Linked DNA regions of Mus musculus: all the other regions are linked to region 4. A link is a contact called in public HiChIP or PLAC-seq and promoter capture Hi-C data. All regions are on one chromosome and are shown on one strand. Each heading gives the region's core, a stretch centred on a gene start, on an enhancer-like site or on the middle of the called end of the contact. The rest is flanking DNA. Distances are from core to core; before and after follow the strand shown.

The links. Promoter capture Hi-C pulls out the DNA fragments that hold promoters and counts their contacts. HiChIP or PLAC-seq counts read pairs in DNA pulled down with a chosen protein or histone mark.
Region 1: a contact with region 4 is called in a FOXA1 HiChIP or PLAC-seq map of pancreatic cancer cells. The contact joins the promoter of Ulk2 here to the promoter of Mapk7 in region 4. A contact is called at or near these places in 2 of 39 promoter capture datasets (the C10 cell line and the SN4741 cell line), 1 of 484 Hi-C or Micro-C datasets (CD4 T cells), 2 of 115 datasets of contacts at active chromatin or transcription factors (memory CD8 T cells and pancreatic cancer cells) and 1 of 9 other capture datasets (adipose tissue).
Region 2: a promoter capture Hi-C map of the SN4741 cell line shows a contact between it and region 4, with 2.8 times the contacts expected there. The contact joins the enhancer-like site here to the promoter of Mapk7 in region 4. A contact is called at or near these places in 16 of 39 promoter capture datasets (the 3T3-L1 cell line, 3T3-L1-derived adipocytes, the C10 cell line and 10 more), 12 of 484 Hi-C or Micro-C datasets (the CH12 cell line, the N1E-115 cell line, adipose-derived mesenchymal stem cells and 7 more), 23 of 115 datasets of contacts at active chromatin or transcription factors (the 230-238 cell line, the NIH/3T3 cell line, astrocytes and 14 more) and 5 of 9 other capture datasets (adipose tissue, embryonic stem cells, liver and 2 more).
Region 3: a promoter capture Hi-C map of liver shows a contact between it and region 4, with 2.0 times the contacts expected there. The contact joins the enhancer-like site here to the promoter of Mapk7 in region 4. A contact is called at or near these places in 6 of 39 promoter capture datasets (the SN4741 cell line, embryonic stem cells, hippocampal neurons and 3 more).
Region 5: an H3K4me3 HiChIP or PLAC-seq map of forebrain shows a contact between it and region 4, with 4 times the contacts expected there. The contact joins the enhancer-like site here to the promoter of Mapk7 in region 4. A contact is called at or near these places in 7 of 39 promoter capture datasets (the C10 cell line, the SN4741 cell line, cranial neural crest and 4 more), 1 of 15 datasets of contacts at CTCF or cohesin (embryonic stem cells), 1 of 484 Hi-C or Micro-C datasets (embryonic stem cells), 18 of 115 datasets of contacts at active chromatin or transcription factors (the 230-238 cell line, acute myeloid leukemia, astrocytes and 12 more) and 2 of 9 other capture datasets (adipose tissue and liver).

The regions. Positions count from the first base shown.
Region 1 is chr11:61,853,802-61,856,501 of GRCm38.p6, reverse strand. It overlaps Ulk2 (unc-51 like kinase 2), which reads left to right and starts at 1,410. Exons shown (of 27, transcript NM_013881.4): 1 at 1,410-2,015. The coding sequence starts at 1,926.
Region 2 is chr11:61,219,043-61,221,742 of GRCm38.p6, reverse strand. No RefSeq gene overlaps it. Among named protein-coding and RNA genes, the nearest start is that of Aldh3a1, 12 kb to the right of the region's middle. Within about 2 kb of position 1,377, at least 13 of the 459 cell types and tissues checked have an H3K27ac peak or open chromatin away from gene starts, as enhancers often do. A contact at or near this core is called in the SN4741 cell line and pancreatic cancer cells, where this site is marked.
Region 3 is chr11:60,981,743-60,984,442 of GRCm38.p6, reverse strand. All of the region lies in intron 1 of Gm35681 (a long non-coding RNA gene), which reads right to left. Among named protein-coding and RNA genes, the nearest start is that of Gm35681, 4.1 kb to the right of the region's middle. Within about 2 kb of position 1,407, at least 8 of the 459 cell types and tissues checked have an H3K27ac peak or open chromatin away from gene starts, as enhancers often do. A contact at or near this core is called in liver, where this site is marked.
Region 4 is chr11:61,492,881-61,495,580 of GRCm38.p6, reverse strand. Mapk7 (mitogen-activated protein kinase 7) reads left to right here and starts at 1,315. Exons shown (of 7, transcript NM_011841.2): 1 at 1,315-1,501; 2 at 1,627-1,934; 3 at 2,512-2,677. The coding sequence starts at 1,703.
Region 5 is chr11:61,146,130-61,148,829 of GRCm38.p6, reverse strand. It overlaps Tnfrsf13b (tumor necrosis factor receptor superfamily, member 13b), which reads right to left. Exons shown (of 5, transcript NM_021349.3): 4 at 1,813-1,989; 5 at 1-1,414. The coding sequence ends at 1,188. Among named protein-coding and RNA genes, the nearest start is that of Tnfrsf13b, 21 kb to the right of the region's middle. Within about 2 kb of position 1,424, at least 55 of the 459 cell types and tissues checked have an H3K27ac peak or open chromatin away from gene starts, as enhancers often do. A contact at or near this core is called in forebrain and hippocampal neurons, where this site is marked.

The sequences.
Region 1 (2,700 bases), core at 161-2,660, 360 kb before region 4:
ATGTGTTCCTCAAAGTTTCCTGTGGTGGATGCTTGGTCCTCCGTGTGGCAAGAAGTAAGTTGAATTGAGAGACTGTGATACGGGTTCTTTCAAAAGTGAGTTGTTATACAGTCGTAACACTGGTCCCTTCTCAGTCTCTGGTTTCTTTGCCCTGTGATCTCTTTCTGTCCCATAGTCCCTTGTGAAGCCTTTTTTCATGAGCTCCTTGTCAGAGCTGGTGCTTTGCTGTTTGGGGTGTCAGCCTCCAAAACTGTGAGCTGCATAAATCTCATTTCTTTATAAGGTGCCAAGCCTGGGGCATTTTGTTCTAGCAATGGAAAATGGACTTACTGAGTCTGTGGTATTCTTTTTTTAGGAAAAGAAAATGGACTAGAGACATTGCTTTCAGATTCCTGACCTGTCTCAAAGCTGAAGGTTTTTAGGGCTTCTACCTGTTTGTCAAGATGAGTTCCAGAGGGCTGGCTGGAGATACGGCTCAGTGGTTAAGAGCACTGGCTAGTCTTCCAGAGGACTCAGGTTTGATTCCTAGTACCTACATTGTGGCTCATAGCTATCTGTAATTGCAGTTTCAGATCGACACCCTGGTCTGGCCTCTGCAGGCACTAGGTGCACTCGTGGTGCACATATATGCAGGCAAAACACCCATACACATAAAAGTAAAATCAGAGGGGGGAGGGGAGGAGGAGGAAGAAGAGAGGAGAGAGAGACAGAGACAGAGAGGGAGAGGTGAGAGAAGTGAGAGAGGTGAGAGGAGTTGTTTCAGGGGCAGGCGATGAAATTGACAGCAACATCCCCAAACCTGAACACACACTTAGGTATGGGGTCACACATATTGTTTACCATGGCTTTGTAATGCTTTCTTGAGCAAAAGTTGACTATCATTTTTCACCTAAACAATCCGAGGAAAAAAAAAAGCCCGAGGCAAACTGGTAGTTGACTGGTGTGATGAAGCGCCTCCTTAGAAAGGAGGTTCTGAGCCTCCCTCAGAAGTCTAGAGACCCCCAGAAGGCGCAGGTTCCAGTCAGACCCTATCCCTTAGGTGGGTTGTCTAGCAGTTTGCGGTCTGGATTTGAAAGGCAGCTCCCGGAGTTTTTGTCTCCAGTGTCTGCACCGCCTCAGCGACTCCCGGGGCCGGAGTTCAAGATCCGCCTCTTAGAGGGTGGCTTCAGGTCAGGGCGTGGCGGGCTCTAGCTAGCCGCGGGCGCCGAGCCGAGCGGAGCCGAGCCCGCCGCCCGTTCCTAAGCAGCCGCGGCCTCCTCCCCACACCCCTGCTCGCCAACTCGCTCCAGTGACTGCAGACTCGCCCCGGTGCCTGGCGCCGCGTCCCGGGGTGCGCACTCCTTTTCTCGGCGGAGGGAGCAGGACTGGGGCGCATCGTCCTACAAGACGCGCTGACGTCGCACAGGGCCGGTAGTCGGCGCGGAGCGGCCGGCGCGCGCGCGTGCGTTGGGCGCTCCCGCGAAGCAGGCAGAAGCCGCCACCGCGGCTGTGCGGGTTCCAGGGCGGCGGCCGCTACACAGCAGCGCCGCGGGCGCAACAAGCGGAGGCAGCCGCACCTGCGGGGATGGCGCGGCCCCGGCCCTGCACCGCTGTCAGGCGCGCGGGTAGCTCCGGGTACGCCCAGTGACGGCGGCGGTGCCCTCGGCCGGGCAGTGCCCAGGCCGCTTGGCTAGAGCCCCGCGGCCGACGGCGGCCCGGGCCATGAGAAGCGACCGGGCCCAGGCCTCGCTGACCCCGGCTCCGCGCGGCGGCCCGTCCCGTTTCCGCTCCGGCCTCTCGGCATGAGTGTCCATCCGGGCCCGGGGCCGTGGCTGCCCCTGTCCCGCCGCCCGCGGGCGTGCTTGGGGCCCTCGGGCCCGCGGTGCTGATCCCGGTTCTCCGCCACGCCTGCCCACCCTAGCGCTCTATGTCCCGGGGGCGCGGCCATGGAGGTGGTGGGCGACTTCGAGTACTGCAAGCGGGACCTCGTGGGACACGGGGCCTTCGCTGTGGTCTTCCGGGGGCGGCACCGCCAGGTGAGCGCCGCCGGCCCGTTGTCTGGTGCGAAACTGGGGAGCCAGCGCCCCGGTCCTGGCCGCTGGGCAGGGCTCCCCGGGCCTGCCTGCCTTTGTGCTTGCTGTCACTGTCGCAGGGTTTGTTTTGGAGGCCAGAGCCGCTAGGCTGAGCTCCACCTACCGACGGGCGCAGAGCCACTGATGTTCTTCCCTGACAGTGTGCTGGGTAACCGAGGTGCGCCCGGGGACTTGCTGCTCAGAGAAGCCACTGGTCCCGAAGCGACTAGGACTCCAGTGTTTGCACAGTGTAATGTGCTTGTCCATACTATGGGTCGGTGGACCTTTGTCCCTTCTCCCTGCCCCGGGCTTTCCGGAGCTTGTCACCTTTACCGTGGATAATTGCACACCCAGCGGAAAACGGGCGCGTTTCCCGTTAGTCTGAAGCTTTCTCAGACTATCACGTTCCTCTGTGTCTGGGGGAGCTTTGTAGTATCCCTCCCCTTTTTGAGTTAGAGGAAATAAGTGACAAAGGTAGTTGGACCCTAACCTAATAATACAACGTAGATGCAAGTTCAAACCTCAGTTGTTTGGGTTTTTTTTTTTGTTGTTTCTTTGTTTTTTCCAAGCCACTGTTTCGCAAATAGGTCACACGAGGTTATAGAATCTAAAGAATTTGAGAAGGCACATTGAGACTGGAAGTAATTAA
Region 2 (2,700 bases), core at 128-2,627, 270 kb after region 4:
CTTTCCTATCAATAACCCTGAGTTATTACTTACCATGTTTCATCTGGGCTGCTCTTTAACTCCAATTGGCCAGCCTTCAGGGCCATGTTTTCTTGATTCCTAACCCTTGGTGGCTTCTCTTTCCTCCTCCTGCTTATTCTCTTCCTTATCGGTCTCCTCTGACCAGCAAGCCTAGGAAACCTAAACCTTTGTCTCTTCTGCCCAGCTATTGGCAGTTGGCATCTTTATTTACCAATCAGAAATACAGGGCCAGCTGGGCGTGGTGGTGCATGCCTTTAATCCCAGCACTCGGGAAGCAGAGGCAGGCGGATTTCTGAGTTCGAGGCCAGCCTGGTCTACAAAGTGAGTGCCAGGACAGCCAGGGCTACACAGAGAAACCCTGTCTCGAAAAACAAACAAACAAACAAACAAAAAAACAAAAACAAAAACAAAAAACAAAAAAAAACCCCAGAAATACAGGGCCACGGGTCTATGGGGGACTCCAGGTCTTGGGGGCCCATTCTTGGCATTATGATGGACAGCAGTGGACTCAGCACCAGTGGACTGTCTTGCTGGGCTGGTTGTTACTGCAGCTCTCAGGGTACCGTAGCTGGGTAGGATGGATAATAACTTGCTTCCTCCTGTAGTGTCCGTAGTGCCTTCAGCATCATGAAAGCTGGTGGTAGAGGTAAAGCCCAGGTCGCTACCAGCTTAATTTCTCCACATTCTGTGACTCAGCTATGTGGTGTCTTCAACAATAGGGTCTTTGGAGGGAAAATTTTGGAGGGAAACCAATACCAGTATAAATAAATAGCCTGTAATGTGTTGGGGGTGGGTCTGTTGCTATATATACAAATGCTAAATCCTGAACCCCAAGATCTGGTTGTCAGTCTCGTGTACACCTTTGTGAGCCTGTGATTGGTGTGTGTGTGGGGGGGAGGCAGGATCTGAGGATTGAGTGAGCAGTTTCCAGAGAGACAGGGTGGGGGGTGGTGAGGAGTAGAGAGAACACAGAGAGAGGAGGAGGCTGCCATGAGGCCAGATGGATCTTGAGCATGTGGCCAGGAGAAGCGATCCTGAGGCCAGGCTGAAGGAAGAGAAACAGCCTGGGTGAGATTCAAACAGCAAGTCACAAGGGGGCGTGTGGCTGGGGAGTAAGTTAGAAGAGCTCAGAATCAATCTAGGCTTACTGCTTGTAAATAAAATCTCAGGATCCTGGGACTCTTATTCGGGAGCTAGATGGGAAAGGGTGGGGAAGAAAACCCCTGATAAAGATATTTCTCCAGTAATATTTGTCATCTCTCGAACCTCGCCAGCCAACAGTTCAAAAAGAGATAACACATTCCTGGCGTTGGGCTTTTTGTTAGGTGACCTGTGGTCTGGTAGGGGCGTTGTCACCCCGTTATTGGGTAACTCTAGGTTGACTCATTCCTGTTCCATTGAAACCTTTCAGCCACTGCATCCTGCCTTCCTTTTCTTGAAAAGTCCCTCCACATGACCTCTTGAGTCTCTTGCAAACTTCCCTGACCTCTATGGATATTTCAAATTAAGCATTTGTATCAGAAAGCTCAAAGCTCTGGCCACAAATGAGAGGAAAAAAAAAGTATGATGTCTGTCTCTGGGTCTAGGTCACCTCACCCAGAACAAGTGTTTCCAGCTCCATCCATTTACCTGTGACTTTTATAATTTCATTTTTATTATTTTATTAACTTTATTTTAAAACCTTGCAAATAAATGAAAACGTTACACGCCAAGATTGACAAGACCCGAAGTCTCTATACTCAGTGAACTTCTGTACAGTTAGACTAGGCATTCAGAAAGTATGCTGTAGTATTTCCCAATAATTTTTCACACTTTCAATATTGCGTATATTTTATTCACTTACTCACCACCAAAACAAACAAAAACAAACAAACAAAAACCCATAACAAAATTAGAACTAGAAACAAAGTTAGCTCTCCATCTTCTTTCCTGATTCTTGCCCATCGCCAACATCCAGTTCTCTTCCTTCCCTAGCACTTAGCCTGGCTTCTTCTCCTCTTTCCTTCATGTTGCAATGTCACCATCGGGTACATTTGTTTACATGCACACATATGCTACTTGTGGAATTCATTTTTCTGTGACCGTATGACCTAGATTAATATTAAATATTCTAAGTCCATCCCTTTTCATGAAAATATTTTAGCTTCATTTTTCTTTAGAGCTGAGTAAGGAAGACATTTGGAGAAGTATGTAGATATTCTCTCAAAAAGGGCAAAGGCCCTGTAGATGCTTGTCTCCCACGTAAATGTCCATCCAAAGGTTGTGGGAAGCTAAGGAAGGCTTGGGTGCCTGTGTAAAGAATGGCTAAATCCTGGGTGAATGTGTATTGTTGACCTGCCCACATCAGCCTCCCAGGGCCTCAGACCCATGGATTGAAGACCAGCCTCTCTCTAGGAGTCTTTGGAGCTCCTACAGCAGACTCAAACTGCTGTGACATCTAGTCTGTAGACTGAACAACTACTGGGTTCTGGACCTTTCTGTCAGGAGACAGACATTGTTGGACTAGTGTACCATAGCCTATAAGCCACTCTAATAAGTCATGTGTACATACTTCCTAACACGGCCATGCTAATTACATCTTCTTGCTCTGCCATTCATTGCTATTTGTCTTTTATTAGTATGTTCTGATTGGTGGAGTGGGTTACAATGAGAACAGTTGCCTAGGCTGCTTTCCAGGGA
Region 3 (2,700 bases), core at 158-2,657, 510 kb after region 4:
AATGGTTGTGAGTCACCATGTGGTTGCTGGGATTTGAACTCAGGACCTTCGGAAGAGCAGTCAGTGCTCTTTAACCATTGAGCCATCTCTCCAGCCCAAAAGGCTGAATTTTTAAAATATTTGAATTTTTAAAGACTGTAGGACTTTTTGAAGTTAGAATATTTTATATTGTGCTAGTGATATTAATATAAGATCTTTGGGACAAACAAAAACGGGAAGTTTATGGTTTAATAGTGATGTGTTTATATGTCAAGTTCACATAAGCTAGAATCATTTGGGAAGAGGGAACTACAATTGAGAATATCCCCCACCAGACTGACCCCCAGAAGAGCCTGTATGGTATTTTCTTGATAATGACTGCTGTGGTGGGGCCAGACCACTCTGGGTGGTGCCAGTAGCAGGCAGGTAGTTCTAAATTGCATAAGAAAGCAGTCTGAGCAAGCCACAGGGAGCAAGCCAGTAAGCAGCTCCCCTCCATGGCATCAGCTTCAGAGCCTGCGTCCAGGTTCCTGCTTAGAGTTCCTGCTCTGACTTATGTCAGTAATGAAAAGTGACCTAAACGCTGTAAGATGAAAACAATAAAAACAAGAAAAGTTTCCTCCCCAAGTTGCTTTTGGTCATGATTCGTATCATAGCTATAGCAAACTTAACTAAGACACCCATCTAGATATCAACTGCAGAAGTTGATGGGGAGCTGTGAGCTATATACCCCACTAAGGGATTTAGGTAGGTAGGTAGGTAGATAGATAGATAGCTAGATAGGTAGATAGATAGATAGATAGATAGATAGATAGATAGATAGATAGATAGATAGATAGATAGATAGATGATATTATAGTACATAGGCATATATAAGTATATATAGGCATATATAGTCATATACATAGGCATATATAATCAGCAAAGTCTACCTAGGATTGTTTTCTTCCCAGATCTCCTAGGAAAACTAGTTTCCAGAAAAATGAGCTGTGTACCACCTGTGGCTTGACACGCCTAGGCAGAGGTGGGAGGTGGGCGGGTGTCCCCACTGAAGATACACAGCTTCAGTCAAAAACCCAGGACTCAAGGGCCTGACAGATCTGGGGCTCAGTTTCTACTTGACTGTGACCCACTAGACCAGGTCATTCACCATGATCCTGACCTTACCATCTGTCCCTGTGGGCTCAAGGCCTTGGCTGGAACTTTAGGTAATACAGGGGGCTAACAAGTAGGGAGAAGTATACAGAGGATGCAGCCCTGGGGTAGACACACCCAGGGCCAGGGAGCATGGTGGAGGTAGGGAGTAGTAGGGTCCCTGAGGATTGTTGCAAGGCTTCAACCAGAAAGAAAACCGGCCCTCATAGCAATGGGACTATGACCCACAACTGAATTTGCATGTCTCTCTGCTTAGGAGAATTGAAGCAAGTATTCAGAGAAAATTCGGGCCCCAGCTTTGGCAACAGTGCCATGCACAGCAGCCAAAAGACAAAAGCAAGCTCCTCCTATCCAAGATGAGGCACGAGGAGAATATCATGTCTGTCTGCAGGACAGAGTCATTCAGCCTTGGAAAGGAGTGAGCAGTGTGCTCACCACAAAAAATAAATAAATAAATAAATAAATAAATAAATAAATAAAAAAAAATAAAAATAAAAATAAATCGACAAGTGTGTGTGGTCACGCAGTGTCACTCAGCTGGAAGCAGTGGTTGCACAATGCATACATATTTCAAAACAGCACACTGAAGCCAGGTGTGGTGGCACACACCCACAATCCCAACACTCAGGAGGTAGAGGCAGGAGGGAAGTGAGTCTTAGGCCAATTTCTGCTATACAAGTCTGAGGCTAGCCTGGGCTACGTGAGACCCTGTCTCAAAACAGAGACCAATGACAACAAAGTTAATCAATTAATTAAAAAGTAATAAGGGCTCAAAACCAGATTAGGCAGAACACCAAGTGACAAGTGAGAGGCCCATCTCCAGTCCTGTCAAGATAAAGGAGGGGAAGGACAAGGAAGGGGACGATGACCCACCGGGATCATGACAGCGACAGCAGTCTAATAGTGAAGCAATCCAACCCCCCTCCACACCCACTCTCTTTCACACGCTCATTCACTCTCACATACACCCTCACATGGAGAACCAACCTCCAGGGTGGGGGTGGGGGGCCGCGTGCCATGCGCTGGGGGCGGTTTCAGCCTTGCCAGCCACACTTTATAAATTTTGCATCATCTTGGCTATGAATAGCTCCTTCTGCAGCAAGGCAGACAGATCAAAGGGAGAAGAAGGGCCCGAGGAATGCTGGGGGAGGGTCAGGATGTACACTGAATCCCTAAAGAAGCTTTAGAGCCTGAGGGAAGGTGGGTGGTGTGGTAGGGTTGAAGGAGGGGGGGGATGATATCCCTTCCCACCCCACAAGGTGCACTTCCAAGACCAAGGTGAGGTTCCACAGGAGTTCCCAGTAGGAACCTGGAAAACCTGTATGCTTCCAAGATCATGGAATAGGGAGCCTGGAGTGGCACCTGAGTTGGCCTGAGGCCCGGATATCTGGTCAAGTAGAGGCTATTTTCAGATGAGCACCATGAGTCCCTCGGCCAGTCAAAGGGAATGCATGATGGGGCTCGGGTGAACTGACAGGGAGGCGTAACAGGAAGTGAGGTCCAGTGAGGTACAGGTCAGAGGTTAGGGAGGTCCCCAAAAGGCTGATGCGCTCATGACCACTTTCA
Region 4 (2,700 bases), core at 66-2,565:
ACATTTCAGCCAAAGTCTACCTGAGGGGTCTTAGCTGAACACGCTGAATTTAAGATAAAATCTTCACTAACCTCTAAAGACATCCATTTAAATACTTTCCACCTTCTTTCCCATGCCCCGGTAACACTGAATTGAGACTCTCTGAACATTCTGTCAAAATAGTCATTTAGCCAGGCAGTGAACACCTTTAATCTTAGCGCTCAGGAGGCAGAGGCAGGCAGCTCTCTGTCAATTTGAGGCCAGCCTCTGCCTGTTCAGTGCTGGGACTAAAAGCATGAGCCGGTACATCCAGTTTTTTTAGAAATTTTAATCTAAATCAAAGGCGCAGGTATTAAGTTTGTGAAAATGAATTGATGTGTGAAACTTTCTGCATGTAGTACCAAATGCTGGGCAACACAAACAACCGTGTATGATATCTAAGATCCATTTCTGCTTTAGACTCAACCTTTGGCTTTTGATTGAGAACTCAGTAATAAATGTCAAGGGGACACTCAGACTTTACTGGATTTCATCCCAGTTTCCCTCTCCACACTTTTCTTGTCTCACTGGGAATCCCGAATCTCTTTGGAGATTGGAGACTTAAGCTGCCTACCGAGAACTTTTCTAGCTCTCGAGTTAACAATGCTCACTTTTGCCTCAACCGGACGTCCCAGCCGGATGGAGGAAAAATGGAAGAGGAAAGGGAAAAAGTTGTTGGGTCTGGCCCGGTTCAGAGCGCATGCGCATCCCCGCCAGGTCCTCACTGGCTGGGGGTGGGGGTGGGGGTGTTGGAGTGGTTGGGGGGGTGGGGGAAAACAAGTCAGCGACGCTCTAAAGACTGGGGTCTCTGGTCACTACTCCGGGGTAAGGCGTCCAGAACTTCCGGCGCCGAAAGAGTGCGCAGCAAATTCCCTAGGAAATAAAGCTAACAAGGAAGGAAGAGGAGCCAAAAGGACGGGGTGGGGGTGGGGGGGTGCGGAGCTTGTTGCCTAGGTAACACCCCTCCTCCCTCCCTTATCTCCGCCCTTCGGGCCTGTGGAGCGAGTAGGCTCAGAAGTACAAGAGAACTTGGTGGGGCCTTGCTCGCTTCCCCCCCACCACCCAAGCTCCGGAGGCTGCTAGTACGCATGCGTGAGAGCATGGTGCGGGGCTGCGCGCGCACCCCTGAGGAGCACGCATCACCCCTTGGGCGGCTCCCGCCCGGAGTGGGACAGCTGGGCGCGCGCGCGCGCGCGCGTGATTGACAAGGGCGCGGTTTTCCCGTCCGGTAAGTTTTGATTGGACAGAGTAAAATAAAGGGGTGGGAACCTCCACGGAGGCCGCTCAACGATTGGCTGGGAGCTGGAGGAGCGTGGTCCCGGGGCGGCCGGTGGGGTGGTCTGCTTCGGCGCACGCGAGGCTTTGGTGGTGGCCGCGGTTCTTGTTAAGTGAGCGAGCCCGGGGGAACACTCATCACTGGGTTGGCAAGACTCAGGAATCCCAAATTCCCGAGGAGGCGTGGCGGCGGGGTGCCGGCCGGTCGGTGAGTGCGATCCCGGGAGTCCCAGCGCCCCGCCCCTCCCTTTCTTCCGGGGCCGCGCCGCGCCCCCCTGGATCCTGGGCCGTGGGGTTCTCTGTGCCAGCGGTCCCCTCTCGCCTGCTGCACAGGTCCTGCCTCCAAACCCACAGAGGCGGAACTGAGAGGCCCTCAGGACGATCTTCTCATCAGCGCTTCGTACAGACCATGGCCGAACCGCTGAAGGAGGAGGACGGCGAAGATGGCTCTGGGGAGCCCCCTGGGAGGGTGAAGGCAGAACCCGTTCACACCGCTGCCTCTGTGGTGGCCAAGAACCTGGCCCTGCTCAAAGCCCGCTCCTTCGACGTGACCTTTGACGTGGGGGACGAGTACGAGATCATCGAGACCATAGGCAATGGGGCCTACGGGGTGGTGTCTTCGGCGCGCCGCCGCCTCACGGGTGAGCTGGCTTCCTGAGGCTCAGCATGTGTGGACTGCTTTCCAGAGGCGGTGAGGAACCCGCACGGTCCCAGGAGGATCAGCTGCGCCGGGGATTCTGGTTCCACTCACGCTTACGGACTAGGTGCCAGCTCCCCGTTAGGTACCCTTCTCAGGAACCCCTGCTTCTCCCAGTCAGCCTACTTTCTCCTTAGGAAAAGGATATTCCCTGTAAGCCAGAATAGAGAGATGCTCTTTGGTGTCCAAAAGAGATATGTTCTAGAGCCAGAGATTGGCACGATGGAGTGGTGGAAGAATGGGGAGGATCTGGGATGGACTGACTATGTGAGGAGGGAGGGAGGGAGGATCAGTTAGTACAGTCACAACCACTGCTAACTAGCCGCGCCTCCTCTCTATGTGAGCTATTAGCAGCCGTTTCACGAGGCAGTTGCGAAATTAAAATTTGATATATGTTACACACAGGGCCCTGCACACAGTAGGTACTTACTGCTATCTGGGCTCCAGAAGAGCAGTGCTGGAAGGGACCTGCAGCTAACTTGAAGGTACTCTCTGGTATATGCCCTTTTCCTGCTCCCCAGGCCAGCAGGTGGCCATCAAGAAGATACCTAATGCTTTTGATGTGGTGACCAATGCCAAACGGACCCTCAGGGAGCTGAAGATCCTCAAACACTTCAAACACGACAATATCATCGCCATCAAGGACATCCTGAAGCCTACTGTGCCCTATGGAGAATTCAGATCTGTGTAAGGAGTGGGCCAGGAGGAGG
Region 5 (2,700 bases), core at 175-2,674, 350 kb after region 4:
CTTGCTAGGTGGCAACTTTTCAACAAGGATAAAAACAGTGATGGTCTCACAAGGCCTCCATTGTGGGTTGAACTTGTCCTCCAAAACTTATAGTAAAATCCCTAAGCCTTACTGCTTCAAATGTGGCCTTCTTTGGAGATGGACTCTTTACAGGAAAATCAAAATGAAGCTATTAGGCAGATCATAACATGAAATATAAGAATGATCCCGAGACAGAAAAATGGAGAGGGACTACCAGTGGGTTAAGGAGAAGCCAAGGACAGATCTTGCATGTGTGGCCTCAGGAAGAGCCAATTCTGCAGACACCTTGACTGCAGACTTCCAAACTCTGTGGACAGCCACTTTGTGTTATTAGATCTGTTGTCAGAGTTATTCTGTGCAGACAGTCTCCTCCCTATGCAGCCTGATAGCGATGAATGGTGAGAACAGGGGCACCTGTTGTGTGGCCTTTGGGGTTCAGAAGCCTGCCTGGGTAACAAGGGTGAAGTGTACCGTCTCACCCTTCAGCTTGCTGGGAAATGCTTCTGAGAGTATTTTCATGCACCTGGAAGTTTTAAGAGATAAGCACAGGTGCCCATAAAAAGTGATGCAATTGAACAGACTCTTGCTGAGGTCAAGGTAACACCCATCACCTAGATGGTTTTTAGATGTTTGGCCTTCACCTAGAAGGGCCCTCATCTTTCTGGCTATACCACATCAGCCAGACACATATGTACACACACATCTGCATGCACAGAATTCACACACATATTTATAGGCGCACATATACACACAACTCATACAGACACACAACTCACGTATACATGCACATATGACATAACCCCGAATCTGCACATACACATACAAGTTACTTAAATCACAAATACATCCACACTGCACTCAGCTATCTGCCTAAGGCCATAGGAAAGACCACTTGTTTGTAAGAATTGTAAGGGTAATGCTAGGTGCCGGTCATTCTCCATCTTTCTCGACTAAAGAAAAAAGGCACAGGTTGACTGCTCTGGAAAGTATAGGACACAGCGGCAGGCACAGGCGGTGCTGGGAACGTGGGCGCTGCAGGTGGTTGCTTTGTTGCTCTGCGTGGGTGCAGCCGGGCTTCCTTTATCGTGTCTTCATCTGTCTCTTCTCCATCCCTTTCCCCCTCTGTCACTCCATCCTCTAAATTGTCTTTTTTATTTTTCGGGCTGTCAAGTTGCCGGACGAGCGTCCCCAGTGGATGCGCGCAGGACACCCAGGCCGCCTACTGTTGCACGCATACAGGGCTGCGGGGCGGCAGTGCCCGCGAAGCCGTGTATCCCGAGCGAACGCGGCGCGCTCTCCTGAGTGGGAGAACTGCGCTCCGGGAAGCAGAAGCTACACGTTTCCACAGGCTGGGGTGACGCGGTCACCTCGTCGCAAGCCTCTGTCACGGGGCCTGCAGTGACAAAGGAGGGCGCTGTGGACACCGAGGACTGCCTGGTCCAGGAGCCCAGCGCTTCTACAGCCACCCCAGGACTTGCCCTTCTGAGCGCCCCTGAACAGGTTTTCACGGCCGGGCTCACTTCTCCCCGCACCCCGAAACCATCCAGCCCTCGCCCCGGGGTAACCCGCTTCCCGATCTCCTCTCAAAGCTGAAGCAAGAACCTGACACCCACCCTTTCTTCTGGCCCCACTGTTTGAACCTGATTTCATTAAGGTGCTATGGGATGTGCCCCAGGCCACGCCGGTGGGCTCAGAGTGTGTCCACCCTGGATGCAGGGGTAGTGGTGGATAGCGGAGGGGAGAGTACTGCTGGTGATTGTCAGGGAAGGAAGCCTGGCTTTCCATACTTACGGTGGGCGTGGGGAGAGTTTGCTTGTGACCCACGTGGCCCGGCAGGCTGGCTGGGTAGTGGCTCTCCTCTACGCCTGAGGAAGGAGGCCAAGGCCACCAAGAAACAGCAGAAGATGGCGCAGAGGCAGACCCCCAGTGTGCAGTAGAGAGTCAGCTGGTCGCTACTTAGCCTCAATCCTGTGGGTGTTTCAGGATAAGCAAGTTCAAGGAGGGCACCTACTCCCCAGCGCCCCCTTCTGGAACGGTGCCTTATTTAGGCCTGTAGCTACATGTACCCTCCTCCATTCCAGGACTAAGTGGCCTCCTTACCATAGGCTTTCTTTTCACCTCATTAGGCCCAAGTAATCCACACAGCCATCCCCAGGTCCGCCTCACTGATGACGTGGGATTCCTTTTCTAGCCCCAAGACACTGCTATGCTTTCTGAGGTATTGGCCCCAGACTGATGACACCTTTCCCCAAGACCTTAAAGCTGGACACCTCTGGCGCTGGCCCATTCTGTTTCTCCACATGCTTTGGAGGCAGACAAACCCAGGGATGGATGGATGCATGCATGCATGTATGCATGCTTGTGTCCCGGGAGGGTGACTCCACCAAGCATCAGGTCCCCTGGGTGAGCTTAGACTTTGAAATAGGAACCAGGGAGATGACTGAGAGAAGTCTGGACCCAGGCATGATGTGGAATGGTCCTGGGAAGTGGGGCCATAGTTCACTTTACAGCTTGCGACTTGAACCTCGGGCTTTAATTAAGGACTAAGACCTTGTCTCTCAGTTCAAAGTTCTCTGCTCCTGACATTTCTCCTCCCAGACTTATCTTGTGGGTCTTGCAATGCAGGTGCTAAGGCATACTTTGTGCTAGTGAAGTGAGGGACCACTCCCTTGAAGGAGA